2 separate regions of the Mus musculus genome follow, and region 1 is linked to region 2. A link is a contact called in public HiChIP or PLAC-seq data. All regions are on one chromosome and are shown on one strand. The core of a region is the stretch at or near the end of the contact, and the rest is flanking DNA. Distances in the headings are between cores, read along the strand shown.

The links. HiChIP or PLAC-seq counts read pairs in DNA pulled down with a chosen protein or histone mark.
Region 1: a BATF HiChIP or PLAC-seq map of CD8 T cells shows a contact between it and region 2, with 5 read pairs. The contact joins two enhancer-like sites. A contact is called at or near these places in 1 of 39 promoter capture datasets (neural stem cells), 1 of 484 Hi-C or Micro-C datasets (bone marrow-derived macrophages) and 1 of 115 datasets of contacts at active chromatin or transcription factors (CD8 T cells).

Annotation. Positions count from the first base shown.
Region 1 is chr17:45,213,773-45,219,345 of GRCm38.p6, reverse strand. No RefSeq gene overlaps it. Among named protein-coding and RNA genes, the nearest start is that of Gm41582, 47 kb to the left of the region's middle. Within about 2 kb of position 2,510, at least 44 of the 459 cell types and tissues checked have an H3K27ac peak or open chromatin away from gene starts, as enhancers often do. A contact at or near this core is called in CD8 T cells, where this site is marked.
Region 2 is chr17:44,429,979-44,435,465 of GRCm38.p6, reverse strand. No RefSeq gene overlaps it. Among named protein-coding and RNA genes, the nearest start is that of Runx2os3, 130 kb to the left of the region's middle. Within about 2 kb of position 2,510, at least 93 of the 459 cell types and tissues checked have an H3K27ac peak or open chromatin away from gene starts, as enhancers often do. A contact at or near this core is called in CD8 T cells, where this site is marked.

The DNA.
Region 1 (5,573 bases), core at 1,261-3,760, 780 kb before region 2:
AGGTGTGGGCAGCTCTACATGGCCTTGCTCACAGGAGAATACAACCGGAATGCACTCCTATCGAGGAGAAGGAGACAGGGCCTGCAGAAGCAGAAAGCAGCCTTCATCCTTCCAGAGACTGCTCAGGAAAGAGCTGAGACCAACCCAGTCCCTTCCAAGTAAGAAGGAAGGAGGGAGAGAGGGAGACAGCCCACTTCCCAGATCACGGGCGTCTTCTGCCAGACTCAGTCTGACCCAAACTTTCACATCTTTCTTCTTCACCTAGTACATGTACGCATTTGTGTTCAAATGTATCGATGCGTGTTGCTGTGTCTGCACATGTGTGTATGTATATGAGCACTGATATTTGTGCATATATGTGTGTGTATATGTACACATGTGCTGCACCTGTGTCCTGTCAGGACTTGGTAGAGACAGTTGAAGCCGGGAAAGTAAACAAGGCTCTGATTTGGATGGCATGGGCTCTAAGCCCCTTCCTGTACACTGGGCCAGTTATCTAGTTGTGGTGGTGGGGAAATGCCAGAGGCCTATATGGAGCATGGTTGGCCCGCAGCTCCTTGGGGTTGCTCACTTCCAAGGACCTTTTGATCTTGCTGACGCTGACACAAAACCCCAGGATTCAGTTCTGGAGCTTTGATCTGCATAATAGAATCAGGCAGGGGGAGACTGACATATATGGAAAGCCTTTTGGGCTGCCTTGGTCGGGCTCAGGGATAAGGAGAGCACAGACTTGGATATCTCACAAGGGAGAATTCTGGAAAACTCGGGAAATAAAAGCTATAGGGAGAGATTATCGCTGAATTCCTGTCATTGTTTTATTGGCTTCTCTGGAGGGACAGACGGTGACTAAGACAAGATTGCCATGGGATGTGACGGTTTGACTTGGCTGCAGAGGTGCGGTTTCTAATTGGGCCTGAATGAATGAAGCTCAAGGTTCCAAGTGGGATTTATTTTTTTCCTAACACTGGTTTGTTGTTGTTGTTTGTTGTTGCTGCTGTTTTATTTTCTTCCCCAAAACTTGTTAGCAAGAGTCTGGCAGAGGACGCCCATGATCTAGGGAAGTGGGCTGTCTCTCTCTCCCTCCTTCCTTCTTACTTGGAAGGAACTGGGTTGATCTCAGCTCTTTCCTGAGCAGTCTATTGAAGGATGAGGGCTGCTTTCTGCTTCTGCAGGCTCTGTCTCCTCAATAGGAGTGCATTCCAGTTGTATTCTCCTGTGAGCAAGGCTACGTAGAGCTGCCCACATCTTCGATTCAAATGTGAGTCTGTCCTTGGTTGCTGACATGAGATCGGCTTCACTCTGAAGTTGGCATTACAAGAGTGTGCCAACACACCCAGCTCCTTTATCATTCTAATCTTTTTTTTAAAGACAATCTCAAACAGTTCAGGCTGGCCTTGAACTCTTGAATCTCTACCTCCCTAGTGTTGGGCTTATAGACACACATCACCATGACCCTCCCCACTTTGTTAGCCTCAGTGAGTCTATTGTATGAACACTGGGCTGGGCAGTTTCCTCCCTTGGGCAAGTTCTAGAACTTAGATTTGCATTTGGCGCAAATGTGTCTTTATCCCAGTCTAAGGTAGCGCAGCTTTCTGCCATCAATGGAGAAGGCCCATGTTCTCACATTTCCCAGAACATTTGTGCAAAAACCATACCAGACAAACCTGGGAAGTCTGGTGCAGTGACTCATGGTTCTGGTCAGATGGAGGGTGCATGGGCTGACACCCCAGGAGGGGGACCTGGACCATGCATGGACTTGGCAGCTCCCTACCAGGGCAGGAAAGGAAAAATGTGGGGTGAAAGCCTCAGTCAGGAAAGAGAAAAGCATAGGATGAGTAGAAAGCGGCCCAGGCAGATCCAGGCTGAGGCCTTGTGCCATTGATGACAGGATGTTGTGTGCATGGGATGTGGCTAACCAGTGCCTGCTCTCAGTGGTCACTGAGCCCCATGCCACTGGCTGCTCTTGACCCCCTCTCAGACTCCATGGTCTCCTTGAGAGGTGCTCAAACCCCGAGGAGGCTGAGTCGGCAGGGCCAGGAAGTACTGAGAAACCCTTGGGGGAAATCCAAAGCCCAGATCTTCTTATTCTGAGAACCTCCCACCACCGGAAGGAAGAGGAGACCACGAAACTCAGCATTTCCAGCCCTTATTCCCATCCACTGGGTGGTTGGACAGCCAGGGTTGGTGAGTCTGCAGCTATATTTACCCTCAGATTTCTGGGATGGCTGACTTATGGGACACTATAGTCAACTCAGTTCCCTCTGTAGCAATCACCAGGAAGCTAAGCCACAAGTGTGCTCTCCTCACACTCAACACCACCCCCAACACACCAGCCCCCCAGCGACAAAGCTCCTAAGCCAGCTCCAGGAAGTGTCTCCCTGGGGCTTTCTAGGGTCAGTCCGGACGCCCATCTTAGTAGCCACCACCTATGGAAGGGCACCAAAGAGCAGGGCTCCTGTGTTGCTTCTTCCCCATGCCTCTGAGTTGCCTGTCCCTGTGGTCTGTGGTAAATTCGGTTCAGAGCAGTGTTACACAGCCACAAAGGCCTACTTTGTTGAAGGCTGCCTTGCCCAGTACTGTTTGGTGAACATCAAAACTCAACACTTCTACCTGGGCACCTCCAGGGACCCATCCTTGTATTTTTCCGTCTACTTACAGTGTTCCTTCAGAGGGCTCAGAATCTGTGTGTTGCCAACAACATGATCCCTTATAGTGCGGGGAGGGAGTTAGTGTTGGGGAAAGTTTAATTCACGATAGGCTTTTTTTTCCTCCTTCTGCCTGTGTCGAACAATCCTGTGAGATTCACAGCTCTGCTCCAGACTGCTGTGAAGGGTGTAGAGGGATGTTAAAACATGGCAGAACCCTGGGACCAGAGAGATAGCACAGAAGACCTGAGTTTGGTTGCAAGTGCCCACTTTAGGCAGCTCACGGTCACCTGTAACGCTAGCTCCAGGGGATCCAACATGTCTGGCTTCCACAGGCACAGGCAAGTATTTAAATATAAAATAAATCTTTTTTTAAAAAATGCTGAAAATTACTAGTAGCTTCTTTCGTGGGTGGCGAAGGGCTCTGCATTTGTCCGGGCTGTGGGGAATGAAGCCTTGCTTGGTAATGACAGGAATGATTACTGTACAAAGAGAATCCTGTTTACAGGCCAGAGGCTAGCCCACTAGGTACCCTTTTCCCAACCAAGAGGGCTTCCCTTTGCATGGTGACCAATATACCCTCAACGGAAAGCAACTGTCTCTCCAGGCCACCATTTTCTTTTCTAGATAAAATGTTTGCAACACTCCTGAATACCACTAACCCAGAAGCCCCAACCCCACCCCCATTAAGACTGCCCTCAGAAAATTAACTGGGATCAAGAAGGATTCGGTTGTGAGTCGGATGCTAAATCTGCCTGGCTCATGGGGCTCAGAAGTTGGCCCACAGCCCTGGATTCACAGGCTGGGGCTTCCGGTGACCGTTCATCCGGGATTTGTAGCTACAGGTACTGAGGGAGCGGTGACTCACACACAGCTGAGGAAGCAGGGCCAGCCACAGGTAAGGGCACCGCCTGGATCAGGGTGCCCAGAGTGGGAGTGGCAGGGGGTGAGGTGAGGCAGGAAGAAGAGACAGAAAAAGAAAGTTACAAAATTAATAAACTCAAGGCCCACTATTTTCATCCTGCAACAGTCAAATATTAGACCCTGTCCCAAAATAGCTCCCTTTGTGCTGGCTCCAAGAAACACGAAGCAAGAGGGAGCCGAGCACAAGGCCCCATTCATGAGAGCCCTGCGGATGCTAGCGGGTTCGCCACTCTATAATCCCTGACAGCCCTCACTAAATCATGGTGCTGCAGGTGCAAAGACTGCTGGGAGCATGGCCCATGTCCTGCTCAGGCAGTACTCTGTGCCCTCTCTGCAAGGCAGGGGAGCTTCCAGACATAGCAGGGTTTCTTTGAGTAGCACTGAGTCCCAGGTACCCACAAACTAGCAAGCTGGGTAGAATTTGACTCTTTCCACATGGGTAGGGTCTGGCCTACTGTTTACTGAACACTTCAATAAATCCCTCTCCATAGTTGAGCAGGTGGTGCAGTGCCTCTGTCGCCTCCCCCCCTCGCCCCACAGGAGGTGACAGTGTGGTCACAGAGAGCTTTTCTGGTAGAAGTGGGGGTGGGGTGAGGGAATGGGAGGGTGGGGGCAAGGGGCAGGGCAGATCTCCTCCATCCCCCACTGGGCATCTCAGGAAGGCACCGGGGCATTAACTACTCTGCTGCTGTAGTGTCTCCTTCCTACAGAGGCCAGAGAGGGCTTAGAGTGCCCTGGAACATGCGAACTGCCATGTAGGTGTTGGGAATCAACTCCTGGGTTCTCTGAAGGAACAGTCAGTGCTCTTAATTGCTGAGCCATCTCTCCAGCCCCTCAGTTTCATTTTGTTGAAATAGATCTCATTATTTAGCCCTGGATGGCCTGGAACTTATCACATAGCCCAGGCTGGCCTCAAACTTGCAGAAAGCCTTAAGGTGTAGGGGGAGAGGCTTGGAGGAAGGGGAAACTGCAGCATGGCTGTAAGATATGAGGTCAAATAAACATTCAAAGAAAATAAAGAGCTCACTTATGAGGTAGTTCTCAGCCTTCCCTGAGCACCTCAGTTTCTTTGTCTGTATAATGGCGAAGAGGAAAACAAAGCAAAAACAAAACCGCACCCAAGTCCACAAGGTGGTTAGGAAGATGGAATGAAGTCCGGAAATCCGAAATGAGCATCTCAAATGTACTCGGAAGCTGACACTTCCTTATTCTGACTTTGGCTGCAGACAGCATTCATTAGGTGACGCTCTGTCAGGCTCTTCCAGGTCGTTTTTGGTTTACTGACTCAGCCCAAGGTGTGGAGCTTCAGGGTCACAGCAGGCGCCCTAAGGCCTTGGCTCTGTGAGGTCCTAGAGTCGTTTTGCAGGGAGGAGAAAATGTGAGTGGCCTGGTCTCTTGGTACAAGTTTCTATTTGGACCTAGGGCAAAGCCAGGTTTCCAACTTCCTTAAATCCATTCAAGTCTTATGCATTGAAAAATCCCTGTTTAAGAGGGGGACGGAGAAGCATTTCCTGAGGTCAGCTAGATAGCAACCAGTATTTGAGGAGTCAGAAATGAAAACACAGAAGTCGCTCAAAACCACTCCAACCATTGACATTCATCCGCCATGTTAACACTCTTTGCAAGCAGACTGAAGGGGAAAAAATATGTAGAACTGAAGCTATTACTAATGGGTGTAGTTAAAATAAACGGAGAGGGGAAAAATAAAATTATTTCTCCCAACTAGAGGTTTTATAAGAGTAGAAAAAAAAAAAAAAAAAAGAAATCAAATGCTCTGCTTAAACTCTACAAAGCAAACACCACTCTTCAAAAGTCCATGCAAAATGGCAGGCATGTAGGTGATTAGGTGTGAGCAGATGTGCAAGAAATGTTTTTGGAAAACTCTGGAACAAGATGCCTGGGCAGAGCAGGTTAGGGCCGACAGGAGTTGGTGGTGTTGGAAACGAAAGCCCGGAGCCACAAACTCGAAACCAAGGACTTCAATCTGAATCCGTTCAGACCACA
Region 2 (5,487 bases), core at 1,261-3,760:
TGTTTTGTTTGTTTGTTTTTTTTTGAGATAGAGTCCCACACTGTAGCACAGGTTAGCCTTGAGCTCAAGCTGCCCCTGCTGCCTTAGTCTCCTGACCCCTGACACCTCTCTATGCCCAGTGAAATTTCATATTTCTAAGTGGGGTCTTTCTGTTTGTAAAGATGAACTTAGCACAGTGGATGTGAGAATACTTGTAGAAGAAGATGTTCTATGGGTACCAATCGAACGGAGAGACCACAGTCAGGGGACTCTTGGTTCATCTTAAACTGAAGAAAAACATGTTAAGCTGAACTCGATGACTGTAGTTGAGGCTGGGAGTGAAGAGCCGTGTGTTGCATGTCCCATCTGAATATTTTCAGTATAAAAGAAAAACCTCAGCGGGGCAGCTATTTCTTCTTGGTTATGACCCTTGTTATACCAATAGCAGCATAATTCATGGTGCATTATGGGGGAGAGAGAGAAATCCTACTACAAATGCCCATCTGACCCTGAGATAACTTACCTTAACATGTGTGTAGGCATCACGTCACATTTCCATGTAAAATATAGATACCCTGCGTGATACTTAAGTGAACCCGTTATAGGTTTCTCTTTAATGCGTTTTCAGTCAATGACTTCTAAGACATTTGACATTATTTCTGGGGAGGAGATTTCCTGCCTCTTCCACAGCATTGATGAAAATCTAGCTGGGAACAATACATCTTCTGTGAAGCTCTCTCCACAGAAAGTAGAAGAAATAAATCTCTCTTCTCAGCACTGGCTCTGAAGGCAAGCCGAGGAGAGCACAGGGCCTTGGGAGGATTGACACTCAAGGGGAGAGGGGAAAGGCTCCTCAATATGCAACAGGCTCAGGGGACCTGGGGAAAGAAGTCAGTCTGGGGTCTGCTGCGGGGCACTGTGAGGGTCTAAGCCAAGACAGGAAGAGCACAAACCCCACCATTAATAAATGTGTCACTCTTACCTGTCAAGTGGGCCCCTTCGGTGAGAGTCACAGTGGTGTGAAATACAGAGCTTACTTGCCTTAACTCCTCATTTTATGGGCTGGAGGAAACCCATCAGCCAACTAGCCATGTGAAATTTGCTCGATGCTCCTGGCTCACCGAATGGTTAGAGATGAGTCCCAGGCCCTATGCCTTAGGTATTTTCCTTGCTGCTGTGGCAAAAATATTAGACAAAATGAGAGCTAAGGAAGGAAGGGTTGGTTTATTTTGGCTTGTGGTTTGAGGGTTCAGTCAATCATGGCATCCCCATGGCAGTACAAGTGTAAACTGACCGCTCACACTGCATTCCTAGGCAGGAAGCAGAGAGATCTGAATGCTTGCTCCACTCTCTTAATCGTTTTTTGTTCAACCTAGAACCTCAGTCCATCGATGGCACTGATCATGGGGCATCCTACCTCAACTAACCTAATCTGAACTCTCCCACACGGACACAGGCCCAAGAGTTGTCTCAGTTTCAACCACTACACTCACCAAGCCTCAGAAACAATCCTTGGGCAGAAGAGTGAGATCTCTAGCGAGGCGTATCTGAGATATTCCACAGCATTGATTTTGATGAGCCAGTCAGGTTCAACAGCAAGGGTAGACATAGGGCAGACCAATTATCTGAGCCGACGGGTTTCCTTTGTGACCTAGGACATGCCTTGGTGCCATGGTGCGCATGTGGAAGTCAGAAGACAACTTGTAGTAGTCAGTTTTCTCCTTCTGCCATATGGTTGTTGAGGGATGAGACTCGTGTCATCAAACTGGGTGGCAAGTATCTTCACCCACTGAGCCAGAACCTTGCTGTCTTTCAAAGAGACCTTTCAAGAGATACTTGATGCTTGATACTAATCCCCAAATATCCCTGGCTCCCCAGCAGATCTGCTCCTCTTTCCCTTTTCATGGTAGTGCCCATCTTTGTGTACACTGACCTGTTTACATATTCATCATGTCATCATGTGACACTCCCTGTTTGTATGTACAGTTCCTACTTTCAGGAATTCTGGCCCTATAATGTGTGGCACATAGTAGGTGGTTTTTCAGTGTTTATGAATTCAGAAACAAATGAAAGTATTTGGATCAGGTATTAGGCCAGGGCTTTCTCTAATCCTGGATGCATCTCCTCTAGGCAGGCTGTATCATTGCCACTTCACACATGGAAAAAAAAATTCAAGGCTTAATGAATTTAATGGGTTGCTGGAGGCTGTCTGGGCAGCTTGGGGAAAGAGTCTCCTAAAGGTCACTGGCAAAGGTGCAAAGGGAGGCTAGAAAGCAGTTGCTTCTTTACCCTCCCTCTCCTGTCCCCTCTGTGGTCCAGGTCTGGGCTTCCAGAAATTTCTTTTGAAGGAGAAGCCCTGCACTCTGTGGTTCTTGAGGCCCTTTCTGGCTTTGCTGTGGGTTCCTGCAACCTGAAGTTCCAAACAGAGGCATTTGCTAATTTCCTGAAGAAAGCTGCAGGAAGTCTTGTCCCTGGGTAAAAGCTGTTCACAGTAGGTGAGAAAAGGGGAAGTTTTCAGACCACCACACACTTGGAGGTTTCATTTTCAGTGTTGTGTGGAGCTGACAAACAAACCTGAGTTGGCTCTCCTCCCTGTTTCCCTCCTGCCCTGGCCCAGCTTCCCCCCCCCCCTCTTTTCCAGATTCCTGTGAGTGTTTGGTTAACTTTATCCCCTCCTGTGTTATTGTTGTTGTACCACATATTAATGCAGGGCTTCTGTAGCCGGCAGAGTACGGTTGAGTTACAGTAACAAGCTACAAGCTGGAGGAAAGGGCTGCGGTTTCTGGCTGGTCCTGTCCCAGATATCCACCCTCACATCTGGATAAGCGATCATGTGACAGCTCAAAAAGCCAGCAGCATGTCCTGGAGACCATAAAAAATGGGGTCTGTTAAATTAAAAAGGCTTTAACTACTGGCTCAGCTGGTTTGGGGGGGGGGTCTTTCATTTTCTCCCCTCTCTTTTCTGCCTCTTTCTCTCTCTCTCTCTCTGTCTTTTTTCATTGCTCCAGAATGTGTTGAAAGATTTGTGATTGCTATATACTTAATTTAATATCGTGAACCTATCATATTGTAAATTTGTTTGCATGCTTTTCTGAAGTCTAGCCAGCTCTTCTCCATTTTCCTAAGTTAACACAGGGCTTTGTCAATTCTGGGATCAGGACTGGATGTCCTGGTAATAAACACTCCAGAATAAAGAGTCTCTCTTCCAGTTTCCCCAACACCCTATCATCTCGCTGCCCTCTCCCCGCATCCTCCCCCCCCTCCCATAAAGGCAGACTTCAAACTCCTGGTCAAAGCATGCCTCCTTCTTCTTCTTCTTCTTCTTCTTCTTCTTCTTCTTCTTTTTTTTAAACCATCTTTAAGGAAGATCCTGTAGGGCAACCGGCTTTAAAATAGTACTAGTTAATAGAAATGTCATTGTTCTTGTTGGATAAAGTCCAGAACAGATTGGAAGTAAAACACATCTTGAGATGTTAAACAGCAAAGCACCAGCAACCTCAATTCCTACAACTCAAAACAAACCAAAAAGCAAAGCAAAACAAAGCAAAGCAAAACAAAACAAAACAAAAAAACCCAAAACTCTTATTTTCATTTTCTTGCACAAATAAAACATTCTTGTGTTGCCCACTGGACATATCCTTCTCTCTGATTTACCACGATTGCAAAAACCAGGATTAAACAAGGCACCCGTTCCAAAACCAAAAGTCTGTTTTCTCAAACTATCAAAGAGAGAATAACTTTGGAAGGGAGTGCATGATAGAAGATGAGAGGCAAGCAGTGCCTGGTTTCTGGTAAAAGAATAAACAGCCAATTAGGAAAAGTGCTCTCTCCCAGCATCCGTGCTATCTGTTGGCGGTGGCTCACTTTTCAGTTTAGGGGAATGTAACAGAAACAATACCAGTAAAACCCTAGCAGCTTTGGGTCTCTTACATGACACGTCATCTTACTTTAACCCGTGAACCAATCAGGTCGGTATTTTCAGTAGACCATAGGCTTCCTATGAGCCCCCATCTATGTGTCTTGCTCACTATCTGGCCTTCAGGGTGCAGAGGAATGAGGGGCCCTTTAACATTGCTATTCATTTTCATGTTGGGGGCCTCTATGCCTCTCTAGATGCACACTCCATGCTCACCTGGGCTGGGCTCCAGAACAGCAAGTGTCACCTGTGTTTCTAGGATCCTTATGACCTATGCTCATGGGCTCTCTATACCTGTGTCCATGGGCACTTTGTGATTTGCACTCAAAGGTTCTCAATGATCTGTGCCCACCGGGCTGTCTATGACCCATGCCCATGAACCCTCAATGACCTTTGTAATAGGATCTCTGCAATCTGTGCCCAGGGTGCCTTCTGTGACTTGTATCTATAGGTCCTCTGTGCTCTGTGTCTAAGGACCTTCTATGACCTGTGTTCATTGCTCCTCTGTGTACATGGGCTCTATATGACCCTGTGACCTGTATCCACAGGGTCTCTATGGTCTGTGCCTATGGGCTCTAATTCCTTGTCTCCCCTTTGAACACAACCCATTGAGGTGATCGGAATAAACCATCATTACAGATTGACCGAATGCCTCCACTGAGCCTGTAGCTCCTGTCAGGCCCAGAGGTGGTGAAGACTCCCTTCGCATTCTGGTCTGACAGTCCTGAGCTGTGTTTGCAATAATCCTACCACTAAACCCATAAACACCTTCATTGAGGGCATCCATTTCCTCCTTTATATCCAACTGAGATCTCGGAAGAAATTAAGATTTATTGGCTAGACCACGAAGGTTCCATTACAGAGCTCCATGCCTGTGGACAGTTGCAGTAAAGTGGTCCATCGTCTCCTCCCATCACTGAGTCTTGGGAGATGCGGTAACTGCCCCCTCCCCCAACCTAAAAGGTCCAAGTAAATGTTAGAGATGTTTCGCCACCAAGACAGGAGCAGTTCCAGTCCATCCTTATGCAGGTTTCTTTGTGGTTCCCGGTGTGATCTGCCACCTAGGGACGGTAGAGTCACTGTAGAACCAGCTACCTACTCATCCTGTCAATCAAATTTACTCATTCATCATCCTGTACGAACTGAAAAACGCCCACAATACACCACAGATACGGGATGCCAATTTTATTTTATTCTGAATGCTACCTAGTAGGTTCTTCAAACACGGCATTCCAGAAAGTTCTGAAGCAGTCCAGTGTCAAGGAGAAGGAGAGTCAGGGTCGACTATTAATGTCCATTATTGGTATAGAAGTGAAACATACATTGTGAATATATGTGAACATAAATTCACACAATCAGAGTTTGACATCACTGTGTTAGATGACTGGGGTAAGTGAAAAGAAAAAGAAAAGAGAAAAAAGAAATCACACCAAACAAACACCAAAACCCGAAACCCAGACCTCCTGGTAGGAGGCTTATCTTTGTTCCACTTCTGTGGGCTCTGGGTTAAAACTCAGTGTTTTCTCAAGGACTTCTGATGTTCCGTAACTGCCTTGCCCTCCAGACAAATCACCCCAGCGGTGATTTGATTA